Regions from separate parts of the Hordeum vulgare genome. Here region 2 is linked to region 1. The links are chromatin contacts, called in public Hi-C maps. All regions are on one chromosome and are shown on one strand. The core of a region is the stretch at or near the end of the contact, and the rest is flanking DNA. Distances in the headings are between cores, read along the strand shown.

Region 1 (4,317 bases), core at 872-3,371:
TCATGGCTCCAGAAGTCTATCCCTCACCGAAGACCGTTGGCCAGCATTAGCCCCTGATGACTCGCACTCAGTAACGCCTGGGTTCTGCGCACCTCCAACTGATGATACCAGAGCAGCCAAGTCAGGCAAAGGGAAGAACGTCGGCACCGGCATCTTCGGCGCTAGCACAGGCAATGGCGCCTCAAATTTCAGGGCATTCAGGGCCTGCCTGATGCTTGGCCTATGCGTGTAGTCCGGATGAGCGCACCATAGTCCGACCACCATCAGATGCTCCATCTGCTTCTCGTCAAACTCCCCCTTCAACCTCCAGTCCGCCGCTTCGAGAAGGGCTTTCTTCCCATAAAGCTCCCACACCCACGGCACCAGCCTTGCCTTGCTCGGCTCCGCCGTGGGCTCCGATGGCTGTCGTCCGCAAGCAATCTCCAGTGCCACGACGCCGAAGCTGTACACGTCCGATTCCCGGCTTGCCTTGCCTGTCGTCAGGCACTCTGGCGCCAAGTAGCCTAACGTGCCAGCCAGGACGGTGGTGTAGGGCTGGCTGCCATGCTCAACTAGCTTGGCAAGGCCAAAGTCGCCGAGCTTGGCACTGAAGGTGGCATCCAGCATCACATTGCTCGGCTTGATGTCGCGGTGCACGATGCACTGAAGGCACTCCTCGTGGAGGTAGAGCAATGCCGACGCGAGGCCCAGTGCAATGTCATACCGTGTCGGCCAGGTGAGGTGCACGCCTTTGCCGTAGAGGTGCTGGTCGACGCTGCCATTGGGCATGAGCTCATAGACGAGCAAGAAGTCACCACGGTGTTCATGGCACCACCCGACAAGCCGGACCAAATGCCGGTGGCGCAGCTGGCTGATGATGCGTACCTCGGCTGCGTACTCCTTGCGCCCCTGCGTCGACCCCTTGGAGACCCTCTTGATGGCCACCTCCTGACGGAGCTCCTTCAAGAACCCCCGGTAAACAGCACCGAACCCGCCCTGCCCGAGCTTCCTCTGCTCGGAGAAATTGTTGGTTGCCGCCACCAATTCAGCATAACGGAACCGTCTTGGCCCGCTCTGCACGATGAACTCGTCAGTTAGCTCGTCGTACCCCATTGCATCGTCGATGTCGACATAGGGCACACATTCCCCTGTCTTCCTCCATTCCTTGACGAACCAAACAACCCCTGCACCGACCAGCACAACAAGGAATCCGCACAATCCCAATATCACCCACAGCATCACCGTCTGCTCTTTGCTGTCGACGCTGGAGGTGAAATCCCAGTACAGGACCTTGTGCAGCTCGGCGGCCTCGCCAGTGGCGGCGGAGAAGCCAACGGCCACGGAGTCAGGCAGGTGTTCCCTCAAATCGACGGCGTACCACAGAAGGACGTCCGTGGGGGGAGCGTCGCCGTAGGAGAGGGCCACGGTGAGGTTCTTGGCCTCAGCGTCGTACGCGACGCGCGCGTGCGCCGTGCGGCCGTCCTTCATGCTGGTCGGCCAGTCGGCGGTGGCCACGGAGGCGATGCCCCCGAGGTCGATGCCGACGTGGTCGTCGCTGGGATCCCAATCGTTCCTGTAGGTGTCGAATTCGACGGCGACGAGGGAGCGACCCCCGTTGCGGGCGGAGGAGTTGAAGAGCCCGAGAAGGCCGCCAGCGGATCTGTTGGGGAGGACTGAGGGGAACGGGGAGAGGAAGAAGGCGAGGCCGTCGCCGGAGGCGGCGGAGGGTTCGGGGGCGGAGATGGAGAAGGAGAAGGCGGAGGCGAACGAGGCGGGGCGGCGGGAGACAGGGTCAAAGAGTGGGATGGGGCGGGAGAAGAAGGCCCGGCCGGCGCTGCTGGTGAGGGGCCCGACGCGCTCGTCGCGGGTGAGGCGGATGAACTTGTTGAAGAAGGCGTCGCCCTGGAAGGAGATGCCCGATGGGGCCGAGTCCGAGACGGCGGTGAAGTTGTAGGTGAAGGAGAATCCCGCAGCTGCCGGCGGCAGGAGGAGGGCGGCGGAGAGGAGGAGGAGGGAGGGGACGGCGACGGAGATCCCCATGGAGTGGGTTGGGTGAGCCTTTGCCCTTGGTGGAGGTCTGGAGGACAGGGAGTGTGCGTGGGGTGGGGCCAAGGTTGACAAACCAATGAACAAGGCACGAGCTGGATTATAAATCCTACTACTACAGAATGGCCGTGCCTTCTTTAATTTCTTGTTCTGATCATACAGTAGTATACGTCTCTATTGTTGTATAAAAATCGATAAATATTTGGTCCCTGTCAATAACATCATCTTGACCTTTGGTATTATGATATATACTATAATTATTTGTATGCATTTCATTTGAATATGTATAACTCGATGGGTTTTTAGTTCATTTCATCATAATTACATTAGTTACTTCGTCAATTGAGAAATGATGAAGGTGTTGAAGAAGAAGAAAAAAGACTTGGTTAAGCCATCGACATGGAATATAATATATGAACATCAATTATCATTTTTTTTTGCAAAACACAATGACTATATCTTTGTCATCAGTAGCATCAGTAGTTAATGTTCTAGGACAACTCATGACTCAACCTTCACCTTTTCAGTAACCGCATTGGTATGAATGCATCATTTAGACAACATAACAACACTTCACATGGTAATTGAAGATCAAAAGATTCATGTGAAATAAAACATAGCATTGCTGCATACCTTATCCTCAAGAACAACAACATGTGAAGGTATTGCTGTGTGTGTCAAAACTGACAGATCTCGGGTAGGGGGTTCCGAACTGTGGACCTTGGATCAATGGATTGCAGGAGAAGTAGGAAGACAATATTTACCCAGGTTCGGGCTCTCTTGAAGAGGTAAAACCCTACGTCCTGCTTGATTATATTTATGTGGACGATAATTACAGAGTTGATCTACCTCGAGATCGTATAAGCTAAACCCTAGATGAGATAACTCCCCCCACATGGATGAGGACCCCTGGATTTATACATCCACTAGGGGATCTAGGGTTACATACAACCGACCTCTATCTCAGGACGGATGGACCGACCTAGTTTACTTTACTTGGACACAACGTCGGTCTTTGGTGCTTTCTTCCTTGAATACGAGATGAACACACAATTCGACCTTTAGTTAGTACGGCCCATTAAGTTGGCCTCTACAAAGCGAGCCGACTACGCGAGGACCCCTTAGTCCCGGACTCCCTTAGTAGCCCCCGAACTGGCCTTCAACGCCGATGTGCAGGGTCTTCTAATGCTCGCGCCCAGAGTGTTCGGCTTGCAAGGAGAGTTCCCTTATTTCCTCCGATCATGGAATGATGATTTAGTCCCTGCACGACTCATGGTTATCGAAGCATAACGGGACCCACAACCTTCAATTCTGCACAAAGATTAATAATAATTCTCAATTTTCACGTGCTTTAATGAAGGCAAGTACTTTTATCTATCCTTGATGGAACCGCTCCCTATAACCAAAGGAGGTAACACCCTTTATAAACAAATTGAAATCCGTTCCAGGGCTCCATCGCCCTCCGAGTGTCAACAAAAAACCCTAGGCTTCCTGCACTCTAGAGTCATGGCAGGTTCCTCCTCACGCCCCCTTGGCCCACTTCCGGGAGACTGGGCCAGTTGCTTTGTTTCCCTTCTTTGTTTGCACGAACTCGAAACTCAAGGATAACTCCCCCTGTCGGACCTCGCGCCCACTCGCGCCGAACTGGCCTCTGCCAATGGCGAAGCCTTTGCAGAAAACTTTCCTTCCTCTCAAAGGGGAGGAAGGGCCTGCTTTGTTTCTTTCTTACTGCGAGGGGTGGGCTTCCCCGTTCACCCCTTCTTGAGGGGTTTGTTGAAGTTCTATGGGCTGCAGCTCCACAATCTCACCCCCGCTCCATCCTTCACATCTCAGGCTTTGTGGCCTTGTGCGAGATGTTCCTGGGTTGCGAGCCACACTTCGATCTATGGATGAAGTATTTCTGTATCGTTCCCCGAACTAGAGGAACGACAATTCGGGAAGTGGGTGGAGCCGAAGTATGGCCTATAGGGGGTCCCTAACTATGGACCTTGGATCGATGGATTGTAGGAGAAGAAGGGGAGACAATATTTACCCAGGTTAGGGCCCTCTTGAGGAGGTAAAACCCTACGCCCTGCTTCATTATTTTGATGTGGATGATAATTACAGAGTTGATCTACCTCGAGATCGTATAAGCTAAACCCTAGATGAGATAACTCCCTCACATGGACGAAGACCCCCGGGTTTATATAACCACTAGGGTATCTAGGGTTACATACAACCGACCTCCAGCTCAGGGCGGATGGACCGACCTGGTCTACTTTACTTGGACATCACGCCGGTCTTCCGTGCTTT
Region 2 (4,317 bases), core at 578-3,077, 610 kb before region 1:
CATGGTTTTAGCTCACTAGGCATGAGGCAAGTACTGTCCATGATATGATCAATAGTTATAGGAGAGCCTGAGGTAAATCCATGTCAACCATAGCTCACCAGTTTCCATACTGCATCATGGTTACTACTTCAATAACTCTAGACAAGGCCATATAAAGTTTTGTTGGCTATATCCGTCTACATATCTAAGCACAATGGGCTGTCAGTATCTGGGAAGCTTCGCAAAATTTCATCCAGGAGAACTTAAGATTTTACTTCCGCATAGGGGGGTTTGATCACTGAATGATTACGAAACAACTTTTGAATTCACAAAACAATGGTTTGAACAAATCAATAACTCAAATGACATATAGGATAACATGTGATGTGAGTGTAAAGCTGGAATTTCAAGTTTCAAGCAAAAGACGCATACTCTTTCCCGTTTGTTAAGGTCAGCCTCCTTCGACTGCAGTTCCTTCTCCTTTTGCTTTAAGTCCTACATTTGAAAATAACATACGCACCGCATAAGCAACCAACAACACGCTGTGAAAGAATTCCATAATAAAATTTGAAATCAACAGTATCTTAATAAAGAATACTGTGACCATTCATCATTGGCCAATGGTGAATTGCATTCTGCATTCTGCCTAGCATTTCAATTCATTGGGCAAAGCACATCTTGCTAAGTAAGTACAGAATTGACAAGCTCAATTGAAGCACAGGCACCTTCGATGAACCAAGAGGTATGTCCACGGTAGCAGCACGGTCATTATAGAATCCAGCAGGCTCGTGAGGAAGAGGTGGCATCCGAGAATTAGAAGCAGGGGGTACACCTCCTCCCTGCAGAACATCATACATTCGGAAAATCATTAACCAAACAACAGTTAAAAGAAAAAACAACCAGTTTATATAGAAGCTTATGCACAATCAGATATCCTTGTCAACGATAGTTGGCACAGCAATCCGAACTGCTGGTATAGATAACGACTCTTGTATTGTATGGAACACATTCAGCGGCAGCAGATCCACAGGCACACGCCAAACCGCGGCTACCACTGATCACACTGAACGCCAGTACTAAAACAATCTTCAGCCAGTAAAAAGGTACGAGGTATTTTTTCCATTCTGTCGTATGCCCGCATATAATTTGGAAGAGCAAATCGCCCGCCTCCAAAGCTCTACACATCTCGTAAACCGCATCGTCGTGATTAGACAAAAATTATCCGAGTTCAAGTGCCGATTTCGTGTCTAAGCACCATTTCTGCCTTGAAAAAAACCCCAAAACAAATACAGAAGAAAGCAGCACCCGCCGCCCCTCTCGCTCGCGATCGGCCAACAAAGCAGGGCACGCGTATAAACGGGTCCATCCATCGATCCCCCTCTATTCCTAAAGGCGGTGAGTCAACCAGATCCACCGGAGCACCCAGAACGGCGAAACGAGGGGTTATAGGCAGAAACCCGCAAGAAGCAACTCCAACAGCGATCCGGACCAAATTCGACACCTACGCGAGCCAGGGAGCAGTAGACAGGGCGAACCGCGGCGCGGGCGGAGGCGCGGCGAGGCGGCTAGAAGGTAGTAGAAACCGAGTAGGCGACTCACCGCGAAGGGGTTGACGTCGTCCTCGTCGAAGGGGTTGCGGTCGTACCTCCCCGCCATGGCCTCCTCCCTCCCTGGTCCTCCTCCTCCTCCTCCGGAAGCGGTGGCGGCGGTTGCGGCTGTGGTCGCGGCGGTTTCTCCGGCGAGGGAAAAGTCCAACGCGGCGGTGGCGAGCGAGCGAGCGAGCGACCAACTGCTTTGGACTTCCGCTTTCCTGAGACGGTGTTATTTACGTGACGCGGTGGGTTTGGAATGTGGATTTGTTGAGTCGGGTTTAATTTTATACTTCCGCCCTGCTGCCGCCGTGCAAATCTGACTGCGGGCGGTTCTGCGCGTTCTGGCCTCGTGGCCGACAGGTGGGCCCTGGCTGGGCAGGCAGGACTGGTAGAAGGAAATGGAAGAGGAAGACGGATTTGTTCTGACATGGCGCATTCAGGGACAAAAGGGAGCATTAGATGGGGTCTAACCCAACATTGCTACTGCAGCCTAACCTGGAAACGCCATCAACAAAGGACAAAAATGTTATGCAACAGTGGAAGATTGTTTTAAGTGATTATCTTTTACGCGGCACACTAGATTTCTGTGATTAGTTTTTACACAAAGCTGTTGATATTCAACAACTTATTGCACTTTTTAGGGGGGAATACTAATTACACAAAATCCCATTTTTTACAGCTGAGTTGAAGGAAGGAGGGGGGAAATAGCAGCCAGCTGGTCATAGACTGCACGAGATTGTTTCCTTAGCAGCCAAGTATGAGTTCACATTTTCTAGGACAATGTTCAAACGAGCAGTCCTAGGCAACCAGCTGGTGGGGACATGCTAAACAAAGGAATGGTCAAACGGCCGTACCGTACCAACCTCTGGAGGAGAGATGGTTGTCTTCAAAACTTGAACCACACCACACGGCCGATGGTGGAGCGAGCCAACGCCACATGAAGAGAAGACCAGACATGAGACACAAGACTAAACTAGCAGGCGGTTTTACCATTCATTCATTCATTCATTTCCACTACCTCCCTCGTCCGTCCGGTCCGGGGCTGTCCACGCAGTAAAATGGGGGCTAATTACAGACTGATGAACAGCCAAAGCTCTCTCGCTCGCTCAAATGTACAAACACGGGACAAGAATTACACACCACCACGACGAACAACAGGCTACCCCGCCACCATATGGCGCTTCCATTTTCCTGTGGCAAAAAGAATGGTATCTACTCTGACGGCGTCAACTTGGGCTTCAGAAGACCACCAGGTCTTGCAAGGACATGTTCAGCTCTTGAGCAAGTTGCGCCGACTGGCCGCTCCGCCTGCGCCAGCCAACAAGAACAACAGAAGAAGAAAGTTGTAGGTCGTTAGACGCGCTTGTTGCTCGTCATGGTGTAACGATTCGCTAGTTGCGGTGGTACGTAAAAGGAGTAGAAGAACATGCATGAAAACAACTAGCATAGTGATGGAGGGGGAGAAAGGGATTATTACATCATCAACGGTTGTAGAGCTCGCACAATCTTCTGCAAATGGTTAAAACACCGGGTGCAACGCTGCAACCTGCATGGCATCACACAAATTGGTTACTGTCCTGGTTATATATCTATAAAGAATATAAAGGCCCCATCTAGGGTAATATGCTACTGGTGGCTGCAGTTCATTGATTTAGGGCAACAGTTTCGGTAAAACATATGTTCGGGGTCAACTTCCCACCTCGCACCGAGTTCATTGGCAGGCTTGTAGCAACGCAAGTTTTTGCACCATCTCTCTTAGCAATACCAGCACCCTTCCCAGAGTTTAAGTTGGAGAGCATACCTCTGTTCGGCTTGAAGATCTACTCCAACTGGTGAACTAGCTGACAATGTTGAATGAATGACCGGTCCAAAAATCTTTATAAGATCCAATAACATCTCCAAAGCAACAATAGTGTGCCTGCAAATTTGAGGCAACGTAATTAGAAGAGACGATACTTACTGCCAAACTAATCATTTTCCTACACTAGGATGCCAGTATAAGCATTCATTCACATATTGCAGGATAATTATATGGGTCTGAAAAACATAAGATGATCTTCTGTTCCAATAGTACAGATTTGCAAGGTATGCATTGGCATCCTCTTGGGCATGCATGGGTACATGTGCATCCGTGTTGCTATCAGGTATGATACCTTTCAGTCTTGCTGTTCAGTAACCCGGCAAGAACAGGCAGAAGGCTTGAGAAAATATCTAGGTTGAAAAGACCAAGTTTTCCCTTGAGAGTACTAACAACATCGGCTTGAACCTGTTCGAATTCAACAATTATTAGCTAAAAACAATGTGCAGAACATCATGTGCAACCATCATACATCTGAGGAAAAACTTACAGCGATATCAGGCAACTTTGCGACCGCAGCAATTGCTCCTTTGATGCCATTTAGGTTAAAGACATGCCGCATCATCTGAACACATTAGGGTTAAAACTAGTATCTTGGTAACACTTCACAAGAACGCATTAGCGCTCATTTTTAGGTGACTAATCAACATCACTTTACAAGAACATGTACATTCCATAATAGGCCTACAAGAAGGGAAGGATAACAGCCTACATTTGTCACATGTCATTTGATCATGGGCAGATATTAAGATGTTAAGCTATCCATTGAAGAACCTCAGAAAGTTAAGCCAATTTCCCACATCTCCAGTACATGGTTTCCGCCTGATGGGTGTGAATTCCTCTAGGGTGCATGGCATATACTCCCTCCGTCCGGAATTACTTGTCGCA

What was found. Hi-C and Micro-C count contacts between places; a contact is called where the count stands out from the background.
Region 2: a contact with region 1 is called in a Hi-C map of leaf, with 5 times the contacts expected there. The contact joins the promoter of LOC123444567 here to the promoter of LOC123444564 in region 1. A contact is called at or near these places in 3 of 6 Hi-C or Micro-C datasets (leaf and seedling) and 1 of 1 datasets of contacts at active chromatin or transcription factors (embryo).

Annotation. Positions count from the first base shown.
Region 1 is chr3H:509,727,778-509,732,094 of MorexV3_pseudomolecules_assembly, reverse strand. It overlaps LOC123444564 (L-type lectin-domain containing receptor kinase IX.1-like), which reads right to left and starts at 2,121. Exons shown (of 1, transcript XM_045121332.1): 1 at 1-2,121. The coding sequence starts at 2,019. The coding sequence ends at 1.
Region 2 is chr3H:510,341,375-510,345,691 of MorexV3_pseudomolecules_assembly, reverse strand. LOC123444567 (secretory carrier-associated membrane protein 2) reads right to left here and starts at 1,827. Exons shown (of 12, transcript XM_045121337.1): 1 at 1,579-1,827; 2 at 705-818; 3 at 412-474. The coding sequence starts at 1,635. It overlaps LOC123444565 (katanin p80 WD40 repeat-containing subunit B1 homolog KTN80.2-like), which reads right to left. Exons shown (of 17, transcript XM_045121335.1): 13 at 3,920-3,994; 14 at 3,725-3,837; 15 at 3,373-3,489; 16 at 3,049-3,117; 17 at 2,541-2,879. The coding sequence ends at 2,810.